Linked DNA regions of Mus musculus: region 1 is linked to region 2. A link is a contact called in public Hi-C data. All regions are on one chromosome and are shown on one strand. The core of a region is the stretch at or near the end of the contact, and the rest is flanking DNA. Distances in the headings are between cores, read along the strand shown. Region 1 has its middle 94 kb from the start of Gm24471. Region 2 has its middle 46 kb from the start of Gm26559.

Evidence for each region. A called contact is a pair of places that touch in the nucleus more often than the background predicts.
Region 1: a Hi-C map of the N1E-115 cell line shows a contact between it and region 2, with 2.0 times the contacts expected there. The contact joins two enhancer-like sites. A contact is called at or near these places in 1 of 484 Hi-C or Micro-C datasets (the N1E-115 cell line) and 4 of 115 datasets of contacts at active chromatin or transcription factors (bone marrow-derived dendritic cells, embryonic basal ganglia, embryonic stem cells and 1 more).

The regions. Positions count from the first base shown.
Region 1 is chr13:99,784,197-99,788,422 of GRCm38.p6, forward strand. No RefSeq gene overlaps it. Among named protein-coding and RNA genes, the nearest start is that of Gm24471, 94 kb to the left of the region's middle. Within about 2 kb of position 1,410, at least 5 of the 459 cell types and tissues checked have an H3K27ac peak or open chromatin away from gene starts, as enhancers often do. A contact at or near this core is called in the N1E-115 cell line, where this site is marked.
Region 2 is chr13:99,560,277-99,565,016 of GRCm38.p6, forward strand. No RefSeq gene overlaps it. Among named protein-coding and RNA genes, the nearest start is that of Gm26559, 46 kb to the left of the region's middle. Within about 2 kb of position 2,100, at least 31 of the 459 cell types and tissues checked have an H3K27ac peak or open chromatin away from gene starts, as enhancers often do. A contact at or near this core is called in the N1E-115 cell line, where this site is marked.

The DNA.
Region 1 (4,226 bases), core at 160-2,659, 220 kb after region 2:
GAAACTGCTTTACTACCACCACATGCATGCACACCAGCACACACACACACACACACACACACACACACACACACACATCACACACACACTATCTTTTGTAGCCTAGTGCCCTGGTAAGATGCTGTTGCAAGTAAGAATGTGTTTCAGAAGAAAGAGTAGGAAAATGAAGAGATGAATAACTATGGGTTATGGGTTTCTTCCAAGTGTAGAAGAAAGGTGGTTTCATGTGAACAGGTCAGTCAGCACAGGTTGAAACTCTTCCAGCACAGCCGTTGCCCAACCCAGACACAACTACCTAAAAATAAACCAGGACTCTCCAGGTGTGGGTGGAAAGTGTGCAATCTTGCCAGCCTTGGTAATTGCTTGAGGAGCTGTGGTTCTCCAGCACAAATTGGCACATGGTATTTTTTTCATTGATTTGCTTGGTGAATAGCTATGCTGATTTTACATAGCAGCTACAAAACCCATTTCTAAAATAGCGAGGCTGCCTCCTAAAAGCATATCCTATTACCAAGTTCACAGTGTTCTTGGGTCATGGGTGGGGGAAAGAAGAGCCTGCATCTTCCGTCTCATCTTTTCTGCAACTTGTGGGTCTGTGAGCTATTTTGGTCCACTTAGCTCCTACCCAGAATATTTGGGCCTGGTTTTTGCTTCAAGGGTCATCCTTGTCTTACAATGGGTTCCTAACATCCAACAGAAAGGCTTAGGAGTGGGTAAGTAGGCAAAAAGAGATGGTGTTTTTCTGGGCATGTGGAAGGGTATATAAAGTAAAGCGATGGTTTCTACAAGTACTGTGAGCTTTACTGTATCTGAGAATTGAAGATATGGTCTGATGCTTGCACAGTAACTTCTAACACTGAGCTGTGTGTATGGCCCCAGCTAAAGTACTAGGGGTTTTAAAACCCTGGTGCTAAAGAAACCCAGGCTCCTGAGCTGGAACCAACAGTCTGTTTGTTCATTTCATCATTAGCAACATTTCTCCAAGAAAGTGAATTTTAGAATAGCAAAGCACAGTAAGCCATCAGAGCCTAAGCTAGAGCCATTTTGATTCGGACATCAGAGAGAATCGGTACTACAGCTGTCAGTTTGGCCTGGTCCAAAGGCCCACCCACTTAGTGTCCAAAGGCCCACCCACTTAGTGTCCAAAGGCCCACCCACTTAGTGTCCAAAGGCAAACCCACTTAGTGTCCAAAGGCAAACCCACTTAGTGTCCAAAGGCAAACCCACTTAGTGGTAGGGCAATCGAACTTCTAACCCATGGCTCCTTCCATGGTAACTAGGACATATGTTGAGTAATAATAATCACTTCTCTTTCATCTTTAGCAGTAAGAAAGTCTGCATGCTGGCCAGCACTCCCTCCTACGGCACATGTCCCTCCCTCCCAGTCAAAACCTCACTGCCTCTTCCAATGATATCGCCTCATGTCAAAGACTGGCAGAGAGGTAAGCCTATCAGATGCTGAATTTCTCTACTGAAGTCTTGCAAGGCCAAGCACATGATCTTTTTTTTTTTTAAACCCACTTCAAGCTGTCTCAGGAGGCCTGGCCGAGAAAGGCAGAGTAGCCTTGAGTTCAATGTGTGACATGGTCTGCCCTAAGCCTGCTTCTCAGAAGGTGTGGCTTCAGGGCTCATCGTTGTATTTCTGTGCCTGTGTCTCCTCTCTGACACAAGCCCAGAAAAGGGCAGAGGCAGTAACCAGGCAGCAACTGCACATTTATGGGTTCTGCCGGAGGTGATTTTTTTTCTCCCTCATCAAAATGCATTACCATAAAGACGGTAGCTTTTCTCATTAATAACTGCGACAGTGACCGGCCTTCCTCGTTTATCAACTTATGGCTCATGCAAAACTGTCAAGTGATCTAATACGATTAGGAGCTGTTTGCAAGCATTTCCTATCTCAGCCTCCTTCCAGACAACCCAGGAGACAGCCTGGCTTTTACCGTTACACGAAGCTGACTAATTGTTACAGAATCTTCACAGTTGTGAAGAATCAGAAGGCACAAAGGCATCTCAAGATGTCAACTGGAGATGTCAAGATGTCAATGGAGGAGCTAGAGAAAGGACCCAAGGAGCTAAAGGGGTTTGCAGACCCATAGGAGGAACAACAATATGAACCAACCAGTACCCCCAGAGCTCCCAGGGACTAAGCCACCAACCAAAGAGTACACAAGGAGGGACTCAAGGCTTTAGCCACATATGTAGCAGAGAATGGCCTTGTGGGACCTCAATGAGAGGAGAGGCCCTTGGCCTTGTGAAGGCTCAATGCCCCGGTGTAGGGGAATGCCAGGACAGGGAAGCAGGAGTGGGTGGGTTAGTGAGCAGGGAGAGGAGATGGGATAGGGGGATTTTCAGAAGGGAAATGAGGAAAGGGGATAAAATTTGAAATGTAAATAAAGAAAATTTCTAATTAAAAACTGAAAATAAAAATAAAAAAGATGTCAACCGGCTCATTCTGACTCTACACACATGCAAATGCAAGCCATTTAGGATGTACCTACCTGCGTGGCCACAGCTCTGAGGAGTTATACAAACATAACCAATGGAGCTGTCGTGCCTTAAGAGCTGTATGAGCATATCAGCTACTAAGGAGTAAGTATTGCTCCCAACTCACAGATGGATAAATCAAGGTCAGAGAAGTACAAAAACTTACCCAAATAAGAAGCATAGGTGAGATTTAACCAAACGTTGTTCCTGGAGGGTCTTAGTGACTAAAAGAATTGTGGGACTGGGGTGTTAGTTTTTTATTTGTTGTTTCTTTAGACAGAGTTTCCAAATATAGCTCAGGCTAGTCTTACTATTTAGCCCAGGCTGGCCTTGAGTTCACCATCCTCCGGAGTGTTAGGATTACATATATGTGCCCCCACATCCAAAGAAGCACATCTGCACTGTTCTATCCACATGGTCCCATGGCATGTTTCTTCAAACATACCAAATATTTTGAGTACTTATAAACCATACATTCTGAAGTGGTACTGACAAAGAACTGCAGCCTACAGGAATTTTCAAATGATAAAAACCAGACGTTAAAATCTAGGTCTCCCCATAGCATAACAGCCTCTCGTGGAACCCCACGTGAGCACTGCCCAGTTAAGGCCTTAGTTTGTACTGATAATGTGATATACCATAAGGACTCATTCCAAGAACTTGTACTAAGTTCTCCTTTCTAAACGTTAACGTGAAATTTAGCTGTCCAAATAATACTTGAGTGTGAGGATTTTCAAAAGTTTGTTTAAAGTGAGAACTTTGAAGTCTCTGAGAATTCCTGGGAATGTTAATGTATTGTCCCTGAATCTCCATGAGAGGTAACTTGCCAAGGATTTGAAAACACTGAGAAACTTGGTTTCTCACCACATAATTCTAAAGAATATCATTGTTGCTGAATAAATGTACTTTAAACACTAATCTCTCTCTCCCTCTCTGCCTGTCTCTCTCTCTGCCTGTCTCTCTCTCTGCCTGTTTCTCTCACTCTGTCTCTCTCTGTCTCTGTCTCTCTCTCTGCCTGTCTCTCTCACTCTGTCTCTCTCTCTCTCTGTCTCTCTCTCTCTTTCTCTCTCTCCCTCATCCCCTCCCCCTCTCACTGTCCCATTTCTTTCAATCAATTAGATCCTGTCAACTCTCTTTGTCACTTACCCTTGTTTTTTCCCACCCCCTCCTATGAGGAAGCTCTTCCTCAAAGGTCTAATTTTGATGCCTCTCATCGCAGGGTTTGTCCACTCTCTTTCATTTGGTCTCCAAGGAAAGACGAACAGATGCTTCTTTAAAAAAAAAAAGTGTGGTTGAAATTCACTGACTGCCTCTGTGTGTGAGAGAGGAGGGCAGATGGAGACAGAGAGAGGAGATGGAGACAGAGAGAGGAGGGCAGATGGAAACAGAGAGAGGAGACGGAGACAGAGAGACAGAGAGAGGTTTCTAAGCACAGGAAGGAAGTCCATCTTCCCATCTCAGCTTCTCTACATATTCGGGTTGCACTGGCTGCGTGAAGTGTCACAGGCAAAACTAGAAGACTTTGAGTGACATTTATACCTTCGCAAGGTGCCAGCGACACTTCTTGCTGGATGAATAAACAGTCTCTTCTCCTTGTGGCCTATGATTCACAGCCAGACTGATGGAAGCCGAGAACTTTAACATAACATCCCAGCAGTGAGTAGTGAAGACTTAAGGAAACCTCAGAGAACCATTTGTCTCTGAAATTTAAAAAAAAAAAAAGTCTTCCAGGAATTACCTGA
Region 2 (4,740 bases), core at 850-3,349:
TGGGTAAGAGCACCCGACTGCTCTTCCGAAGGTCAGGAGTTCAAATCCCAGCAACCACATGGTGGCTCACAACCATCTGTAACAAGATCTGACGCCCTCTTCTGGAGTGTCTGAAGACAGCTACAGTGTACTTACATATAATAAATAAATAAATCTTTAAAAAAAAAAAAAAAAAAAAAGGAAGTATTTATGGGATCGTTCTTGCTCCCTTAATTTACATCACAATCTGTACCTCAGCATCGCCCAGTTCATGGTCATCCTTGCCTTTGATGGACTCTGATGACCAGGTCTCCAGTGCCTTCTAATAGGGAGGGCTGTGGGTGTGCAGGAATGAACCTGAACTCTGCCCTTACCAGGAATAGACAGAAATTGCAAGAAACTCAAAGCACAGATGAAATTTCCCACTTGGTTACCCAGAAGCAAGCAGGCCCGTGAAGCTGGCCAGCTGCAGGCAGCCAAATGCTCTTCTTTTCTGTAAGACGAAAGCTTTTAGCTTGCAGATTCTGTCCAGCTGGAAGCTCCGGCAGGAATGATAAAGCAGGGCTTATGGCCAAGCCTTCTGAAAAGTAATCTCTTAAAAGCAGATGAGGAGAGACATGCGGTCTGGGGCAGCAGTGCATCTTGAGATTTCTGGGACTCTCAACCCACCCCGAGCCAGCTTGTCTCTGCTTATCTGTAAGCTTAACAATGAGACTGGGGACACATTAGACTCCTGCAACAACGGGCTTTTCCTCTTTGAATGAATGACTGCAATTGCCCTTGCTGCTGGTGAGTCTGAGCCTCACTACCCTGCCTCTTTATTCTAACCCTCCTCCTGCTCTTATTGTACTTTGCTTAATGGCAAACAGTGTCACAGTCTCAGCATGCCAGGGAGGGCAGGAGACAGGCTAGGGTTTAGATGGAGTGGCACAAGCAGGAGAGACTAGATGCTGCCTACCCCAGAGAAGGGGCAATGATCACTCAGACCCAATTCACTGCCTGTATTATTAGCAGTTTTTTTTCCCCCAAGAACACCAGAAATCTGAATTTTTATTGGGCATTTCCATATTTTAAAGTAATGTGAGCAGAGCCACTAAAGGGATTATGAGAAAGGGCTCCTTCCTTTCCATCCAGGGCAGCCATCAGGTGACCTGAGATGGATGCCCACAAGGGCATGAAGGTACACTGCTGGCAATAGTGACAGCTCTCTGCGCCCCCCCCCCCCCCCCCCGGTGGCTGCAAACGCCCAGCTCCTAAAGGCGCATCTTACAGCAAACCTGGTTAGCTCGTTTGCTGGAACTCTTCAGTCCGCCTCTGAAGAGTTGGACCCCACTGTGGGGCTTTGAGAGTCTTGAATTCTTACTGGGCGGGGGAAGATTCCACATATAAAATCTTCAAGGTTATCCTCACTGGGGAAATCCTTAAAGCTCTCAGAAGGAACCATGGGGCCCAGTGAGTCACTGAACACAAGTCCTGACTCTGGCGAGCAGCGAGAACCAGAACCAAGGGAAGGGCCACACAATTCATCTTATGGTTGGTGTGGTTCTCATGGGGCTCAATACTCTCCAGCCCCACTGTTGCCATTAGCACAAGATGTAAGTAATGTTTGTAAACATTCGTACCTAAGAAACAATTCAGGGCAGTCAAAAGAAGAAAAAAAGAGAGAAAAGAAAGAAGAACGTGGGACTCACGGATCTATACACCTTGAAGGTTTACAAATAAGGCTACCAGTTTGCAGTCTCTGCTGAAGACCACAGTGGCTAACAGCCGGGATTCTGGAATCCAATTAATTAGATTTTAACTCTGTGCCAACTGTGGGTCTAGAGTGAATTATCTAATCTTATCACCATCAATTAAAAATTTACCCACCACCATCTTTTGAGAATTAAACATGCTTACCACAATGTCAGACCTCTAGTACGCGCTCCATAAGGATGAACTGTTTCTACTCTATACTTATTTCTTTTGAAAAGACAAGTTTCTAGCTTCAAAATGCAGCTTTACAAACAACCTTTGTGCTGGAAATTGCCCAGCAACAGGCCCTGCTATGAACTGCAGAGCTGCAAGATCCGTGCAGCACTGATTGCTTCCCTGCAGCTCACCAGAGGCCAGGAAGGCAGGCCCTCCCCCACAGGGCATGCCCAGAAACTATAGATCCGGCCTTAATTACCAGCAATTAAATAGGCTTCAGCCTGCAGTGCAGAATCCGGTGCTGCTGTAGCCTCTGGAGGGCCTTTCGGGAAGGTGGCTCAGCTCTTCAGGAGCCTTCCTTACCCACACCCTACCATTTATTTAGTTCCCTCAAACTTCCCAGGTGTCAGGGAATCTGAGTTTGGTGGGTAGAGAACTTTTGGCAGCTTTGTTCTGACTAGGGTTTTCTTAGTTATAGGCGTTCTTGGAGGCAAACCTGGGCTCCTAGATTCTCTCTGGACAGTGAGAGATTAAGGCCCTGGTCTTTGCCATGATGCTCTGATTTGGGGGATGGGGGGATCAGCAAGAGGGAGTGTTCTACAACTGCAAGAAAGTGATACTTTAGCTGAAGTGGAAAAAGATAATTCAGAATAGATAGATAAATGAATAGAAAGATAGGTGATAGATAGACAGACAGATAGATAGATAGATAGATAGATAGATAGACAGACAGATACACAGTAGATAATGCATAGACAGTTAAATGTATGCTCTTCTAGTGTGGTAGAAAAAGCAGCTGTGGCAGAGGCTTTCAGCAAGTGGTGAAAGATTCAGAAAGGACACCAAGGCAAAACTGGCGGCACCCTCAGCATCTCTGGGTCTGAAGTGTCATGAGTACAGGCAAGAACCCAAGTACCTGGACTAGCCTTTTTGTTTGTCTGAGTCTCCATCTCTGACACAGGCTACTGAAACATCCAAGAAAGTCCCTTTTTCCTGGCCTTTGTTGACAGTGTGAGTCTCAGCAGAACTCTTGGTAGCCTCTGGGGAGAGCAGGCAAGTAACTGCACCTGCTCTTGGCTCTGGAGCCCCGAGGCTGAATGAAGTTGGCTCTTGGAGCAGCTGAGTGGCCTCCATCCAAGCCCTAAGGTTTCAGCGAGCCTCTGCAAGGCAAGCAGGAACTTCCCTGGTTTCTGTTTCACAGTCAGGTTTATTGTATCTTGGTTGCAATTCACTACTTATTTTCACTAGTCATTAATGACTCTGAGTGCCTGTTGTTTTACACACACACACACACACACACACACACACACACACACACACACACACACACAGAGAGAGAGAGAGAGAGAGAGAGAGAGAGAGAGAGAGAGAGAGAGAGAGAATTGTATAAAAATTAAAATGGAGGTTTAAAGTAGCTTCCTTGTTAATGCAAATCTTATCTCTTAGTATGTTTTTATATAAGTGATACCAGGCCAAAAGAAAAGCAAAACCAAAACAACACAACACAAGACAAAACAAAACACCTCCCCACTGCTTGACCAGTGTGTAACCTGTGGCAGAAAATTCTTGTCCTTTTTATTTCCCTTTTTAACCAGATGATGAATTGGTTGATGAACCCTTGCTTCACTGAGCCTCTGTGGGATGCATTTCTTTGGTGTTTCACCCATCTGTCCTGTTCTGCAGTGTCACTAGCTGTCACCAAATGACAGACCTACAATCTCACTAAGTGTATTCATCCACCTAAGAGAAGGGCAATGTTTGTGCGTAGCCAGCTCTCTCAAGTTCCAGCCTTAGGAACCATGGCAGACAAGTCAGACACAGCATCACGGTAAGAAACAGTAGAAGTCAGCTGCAGAGCCTGGGAAGTTGCTCTGAGCCTCCATTCAAGGCTTGAATACCCACAAGGGTGTTATGTACTGATTGGAGGTGTTTAGGGTAAATTCAGCGAAGTACATAGACAAGCCAGAAAATGTTATGTGGATAACCTTTCACCGATGTCACAAATGGGGTCACGCCCAACTGGTGGAAAAATTTGTTGTGTTGGCAATGTTAAGATTGACTCTACAAACTAGCTATTCCTCATTGTATCACATCCAGTGGGTCCTGAATTTCTACTGCGTAGAACTGGGGAGTTGGCTTTCTTCATTTTTTCGTTTCCTCAGTTGCTGAATTAAAGGGTTATTCTAGATACACCCTGAAATTCTTTCCAGTCACAAGATCCTGAACTGTAAAAAAATCTCCTTGGTCTATTCTTTGGATATTTAAGCTCCTCAACTTACCTCACCTTTCTCCAGATCATTATTCAAGCCTGGTAGCCTCAAGTCTTAGAGGATAAAGTCATCAAGTTAAGCAAACATTAGTTGGTCGATGTTTCAGCACCATGGAGAGCGACAACCTCACTTTCTCAACTGGGGTGAAAAATAACTAATATTTTTGTCTACAAATGAAGCTAGCTATATCACTCCTGTCTATATTCCTGATGGAACCTAATTCGATATACAGTGAAAATTATCTGCACATTTGCTTCAGTATTCACAATACCTGAGTTATGGAATCTGCCTAGATATCCATCAACAATATGGAGAATGTGATGTGGTGTGTGTGTGTGTGTGTGTGTGTGTGTGTGTGTGTGTGTGTGAGAGAGAGAGAGAGAGAGAGAGAGAGAGAGAGAGAAATATATACTTATCCATAAAGAAGAATGAAAACATGACATTTTCAGGAGAATTGGTGGAATTCGATGATGCTAAGAAAACTAAGCCAGACCCAACATTGTATGTTTTCCCTCACATTAGGGATCTAGACTCTTTTAAAAGGCATGAAGGTATTAGAGAGGTTATTTGGAAGAGGTAG